Linked DNA regions of Mus musculus: region 1 is linked to region 2. Evidence: chromatin contacts called from public HiChIP or PLAC-seq data. All regions are on one chromosome and are shown on one strand. Each heading gives the region's core, a stretch centred on a gene start, on an enhancer-like site or on the middle of the called end of the contact. The rest is flanking DNA. Distances are from core to core; before and after follow the strand shown. Region 1 holds the start of Niban2 (niban apoptosis regulator 2). Region 2 holds the start of Eng (endoglin).

Evidence for each region. HiChIP or PLAC-seq counts read pairs in DNA pulled down with a chosen protein or histone mark.
Region 1: an H3K27ac HiChIP or PLAC-seq map of microglia shows a contact between it and region 2, with 5 times the contacts expected there. The contact joins the promoter of Niban2 here to the promoter of Eng in region 2. A contact is called at or near these places in 5 of 39 promoter capture datasets (the C10 cell line, cranial neural crest, embryonic stem cells and 1 more), 4 of 115 datasets of contacts at active chromatin or transcription factors (craniofacial prominence, embryonic stem cells and microglia) and 1 of 9 other capture datasets (liver).

What each region holds. Positions count from the first base shown.
Region 1 is chr2:32,874,690-32,877,409 of GRCm38.p6, reverse strand. It overlaps Niban2 (niban apoptosis regulator 2), which reads right to left and starts at 1,276. Exons shown (of 14, transcript NM_146119.2): 1 at 1,006-1,276. The coding sequence starts at 1,060. The region is part of intron 2 of Gm13523 (a long non-coding RNA gene); the gene reads left to right.
Region 2 is chr2:32,645,147-32,647,846 of GRCm38.p6, reverse strand. Eng (endoglin) reads right to left here and starts at 1,252. Exons shown (of 15, transcript NM_007932.2): 1 at 823-1,252. The coding sequence starts at 889.

The DNA of each region.
Region 1 (2,720 bases), core at 27-2,526, 230 kb before region 2:
GCCCCAGGCCTTTAATCCCAGCACTTGGAAGGCAGAGGCAAGTGGCTCTCTACGAATTCGAAGCCAGCCAGGTCTACAGCCACAACTACATGGTGAGACCCTGGCTGGGAAAACCAAAACAAAAGAGACTGGCTCAGGATCACACACTTGGGAGAGAAGCTGAAATTACATTCAGGACCGCCAGGCCTGACTTGCCTGTGGTCAGCCAAGCTTTGTTTTGGGATAGCCTGAGATTCTCACCCCATCTCCCACTCCCTACAATGAGCCCAGGATCCTGCACTCCACAGACTTGGGAGCAACTCCCTCTAGAGAAGTGTCCACCGCGCAGTGACAGGCTGAGAGCAAGGCTGGCAGAAGGAAGGTACTGAGAGGTACTGAGAGACTGAACTCTGGCTCTGAGAGAACCAGCTCTGGCCATAAACAGACCCCCTAGGCTGTAGTGCCAGCACTCTGCTGAGGTAAAGCCCAAAGACAGGGACCCGCCCCTTCAAGGGCACCCCATCTCTCCTTAGCCCCACTCTCCACATTCGGTCCCCGGCTCTCTAAGGGCCCATCCCCCTGTAAGCTTCAGCCACGTGTACCCGGACTGAGGCCAGGGCGAGGAGGAACAAGGCAGCTGAGGGGGGAGTCTGGAAGGTCTGACTCTGTGGGGCAGAGTCCAGAGTAGAGGTTAGGCTTGGAACGTTGTTGGGAAAGATGGGGGGCGCGACCCCTCCGCCACGCCTGTAAGTGCATGGTTCTGGCCAGGCTGGGCTCCAAGGGGAGCAGTGGGATCCAGTAGAGAAATGGGATCCCAGGCTCCTCAAAGGGTGAAAGGAGCATACAGAAGGGCCTGGAAGGGCCGTCCAGACCGAGAGAGAACAAGTTCGGAGGAAGAGTAAGGGTCTGGCCGGCTCTCGTCCCGACCTGGGCCTTGACTCTCGAGTACCGCTCCCCATGAGATCGGAGGCGTGGCCCGGGGTGCCCGGGGAGCCCCAGGCCGGCCGGGCGCTGAGCGGTGCTCACCTGCGATGTGCTGGCGCCGTGCGTCATCCAGGTGTGTGGACAGTACGTCTCCCATGGCGAGGAGAAGACGCGGCCGGATCCGCCCGCCGCTACTCAGACTGACGCCGCTGGCGCCATGGAGTCCGCAGGCCCCGCTGCCGCCGTCGCCCCGCAGCCCCGCTGCCGCCTCGGCTGCTCTCTCTGCGCTCCCACCGAGATCCCCACCGCGTCCCTCCCTCCGGCCGCTGCTGCCTCTCTAGCCCGCGCCCAAGCCCCGGCGCCCGCCCCGCCCCGCCCCGCCAGGCCAGGCCAGGCCACGCCCCTGTCGGAGCCACGCCCTCCTCTCCAGTCCAAGGCGGGAGGGGACCTCCAGACAGCGAGGAGACTTAGACAAAGAGAAGATCCCCAGAAAGGAGACCCGGGACGGACCTGCTTGGTGTGCTTCAAATTCAGATAGCAGCGAAGAAAAGGCTGATGGGGGTATCGCAGAAAACGGAGAGCCCTTGGGGCTGTAGCCTAAGCGTCTCCTCTCCCCTCCTCAAGCCGAGGACAATGTAGGGACTACAAGGGGACGCCGGGACGGACGTGTGGGAATTCAGCATTCCTCCTGCCCCCTTCCCCCAGTCTCGCCCACAGCTGCTTGCACTGGGGAAGTCCCCTAGCCTTGATCGGACCTGTCCTAGAAGGTGTGCCAACCCGTCTTGCACAATAGATAGGGGTAGACGGGGAGGGAAAATGGACAAGTATGGGGTGGAAGACTGAGGGACAAGGGAGGGGAAGAGATGGGGCGGGGGGTGCGGGGGGACATGGTTAGAGCTCAAAGATATCATCAAGAGGTCATTCCTCAGGCCCGGCTCGTGGGCGTTTCATTCGAAGGAGGCTTGCTGAACAGAGCAAAGCAGGAAGGCTATTTTTGCACTTTGTTAGACTGTCTGAAATGAAAAGCCGGGACCTCGGACTCTGGGTACTTGTACAGTAGGGCTGGGCATGGGTAGGTAACTAACAGAAGGTGTTTCGGTTTCTGGACCTCCCAAGCCGGTAGAGGAGACTAATTTGATGACTTGGTCTGCACTGCCTGTGTGACCAGGGCTGGCTGTGTTGCTGCTCCCTCACACCTCTTGGCTCACCACTATAATGCGCTCCACCAGTTATTAGCTGCTCTCCCTGTAACCCTGACACCTGGCAGCAGGATTGTAACAGTTACCTATAACTAGGCACCTGTCTTGTAGGCCTGTCACCACCACACCAGGTGATGCAGACTCTCTGTCATGCTTTCCATCAGCAGTCAGCCACTGTGGTGAACACTCATTTGCTAAGCCTCCTGCAAGATGCTGTGCTTAAGTGTAGGGGTGCATGCAGTAGGGAGGACAGATCTGAGGCTGTGGGGCTGGCGAGACGGCTTAGCTTAGCGGTAAGAGCTCTTACTACTCTTGCAAGAGCACTCCGGTCCTTTCCTGGCACCCACATCAGGCAGTTCACAAATGCCTATAACTACATTTCCCGGGTATCTGACTACTACTTCTGCCTCTACAAGCTACTATACTCACCTGGGGTGAATAAATTCATGCAGGAAAACACATGTACATATAAACAAATAAATGATAAGATGTTGAGGTCAGCCTAAACAAGCTGCAAAGCAAGTTTGAGGCCAGTCTAAGACACATAGGAAGACCCTCTTTCAAAAGTTCAATGGCTAAACTGGACAACTAGTGGTGCTCTCGTCTTTAACCCAGCAC
Region 2 (2,700 bases), core at 3-2,502:
CATACTCTTTCTTCCAGGCTGCCCACCCCAACCCTTGAACATGCCCCTGAATCTGCAGGTTGGTAGGCGGGGATCCTCAGGGAGGTGGCTGGGGACCAGGCCCTGCTGTGACCCTTCGTGAGTAGGACTGGGGTCCAGGCTCCTCACCGACCCTCCTCAGATCACTTTCAATAGTCACCCTGGCTGAGAAGATCCACAGAGTCCCTAATGGAGCCTGTACCCTTCTCAGAAAGGCAAATGGAGAAGGCCAGAGCATGTGCCCTTGGGGGGTTCCGGGAGCGGGCAAAGCCCGGGAATGCTGGGAGAACTTGAAGCTAGTGAAACAGAAACTCTTCGGACAAATGATCTCATCACCAGTCTTTGCTCTAAGCATCCTCTGGCACGGAGGCCTCAAGGCTCATACAAGAAAACAAGGAGGTCAAAGTTGGACCCAGAGCCTAAATTTACTTCTGCATCCTCCTTCCTAAACTTCCTCAAATGGGAAACTCAAGGCTCAGAGATGGGAGGGAATACTCTCAGTGATGCATAGCAGTGTAGCTCCTGGCCTTCTTGATAGCTGAACACAGCAGGAAGGATAACAGGAAGGTGCCAACGCTAACTTAAATAGCTTATCCCACTTCTCCCCAGACGTCTAATGCTTAAGTTTGGCATCCTATGAAACATTTTACTCCCACTGAACCAAAATAGTTGGTGATCCCATTTCTACCTCCTAATACATTGGGGGTGGCTTCATCAGCTAGTAGCTTGGGACATGGGAATAAGACCTGTAACACCCAGGGTCTAGCCTGGGCTTGTTCCCACCCAGGGGCGCTGGACACTTACTTGTGGGTACAAAGCTATAGATGACAAACAGCAGGGTAATGGGCAGAGGGAGCACGCCACGGTCCATGCTGTCCACCCGGGAGTCTGTGCGCTGGGCCTTATCCGGTATCCAGAGGTAAGGCTGCGGGCGGGCGCCGGGGCCTGCGTGGGTTCGCGCGGGGATCCGAAGGGAGCAGGCGGCCGGAGCGACCACGTCCCTGCTCCAGCCTTCTGAGGTGGCGGCGGAGAAGTCAGGAGAAGTGGGCTCGAGACTCACAGCAGGGCAGGAGTCTCTAGCTGACTGGGTGGTGGGAAAGAGTCACTGGGCTCTTTCGGGCAGCAGCTGTCGGCGGTCCTGGCCTGGGGACGGGACACAGATGAAGGCAGGGGTCTGACTGTCAGGGCAGGGAGCTCAGCTCATCCAGCCCGGCCCAGAGAGGCAGGAAATGCGCTTCCTTAGAGAAGGGGCCGGGCCAGGCTGCCTGCCAGGCGAGTAGAGGAAGTGCCACAGGCTTTGTCGCTGGGTGGGGGGCCCTGGGATGGGGAGGTAGGGTGATGGGAGGGCCCAGGCAACAGACCTCCCCCATGCACCCCACCCTCCACCTACCCTTGCCAAGGCTGGCTGGTGAGGACACATCTGGCAACCTTATAGGGGACAAGGTCTGGTTGAAGTCCCTGTAGCTCGGGTTCCATTCTACAGATGAGAAAACAAACTGGGACAGCCTTCTGGGAAGATGGAACTTGGGATTCTAGCTGGTCCCCGCCAGCATCAACACAGACTTTCAGAAGCATCGCCCTTGGTTGCACCCTTTGTATTATAGACAGGGAAACTGAAGCCCAACATGAAGAAGATGCGTTCCCAGGTTAACATAGTAGAACAGCTGAGACTGTTCCCATGGAGATGGTCAGGGCCCACACAGTCCCAAAGGCAAGGGAAACACAGCTGACTTTGGTGGCACCCACCTATAATTTTTGCCCCCTGCAGGCCATGGCAGAAGGGATTCGCTGACTTGCAGATCAGCCTGGGCTGATACATAGGGACACTATGTATCCAAAGAGGGACAGGCACAAACTTTCATGGCATTTCTGAAGTCTGATAGCCCTGGGTCTGGGCCTGCCTTATTTATTTCCAAGTAACTCCCTAATCTCTGTTGTTGTTTGTAACGCAGGGCCCAGCTGGGTCCTCTTCACAGCCAGGCTCTTGGGAGATCCCTGAGGGCCAGATGCTAGCCTGCTACAACACTGAACCCTGGGCCAGGTCTGCAGGAGCCGGTTCTCAATCCAGCTCCCTTCCTCAGCCAAGGCAACAATCCCAGAAAGACCCCTGCTCATTCTGCAAACAGTGAACACATACTGTGTCCCCACTGTGCTGCTGGGTAGCATTTAGGGTCAAGCCCAGGGAAGCTTGAAGAAGAAACCTGAGCTGCCCAGAGAGGTGTCAGGGACTGGGGGAGTCCAGATGCAGCAAGCAAAGAACCAAGCATAGGCTAAAGCTGTAAGTGGTATTTGCATCATCCCGGGGCAATAGTAAGGATGTGGGGAGGTTAAGATGCCTATCTCTGCCCACTCCAACATAAGGGGCAGTGGGAGTCATCTCTCTTGAGAAGGCTGAGAAGCAGAACCTCTGAAAGGAGACGTTGACCTGGCGTTTCAGGCCTGGCTTCTAGGTGCCCTCCAGTCTTTGTGCCTCAGTGACCAGGCAAGGTCAGCAGTTTGTCTCTGTGGGGGGCTGACATGAGGCAGGGAGGGTGGGTGTGGTTCCTAAGGCAGCCTGGAGGAAGGTCAGCCTGCTCTCACCCAGGCAAGCATGGGAGACATCGCCTCACCAGGCCTCTTGGGGGTGGCAGGCTCTGCCCTTTTCCTTCAGCCATGGAGATAGCAGGTAGATACCAGAACTCT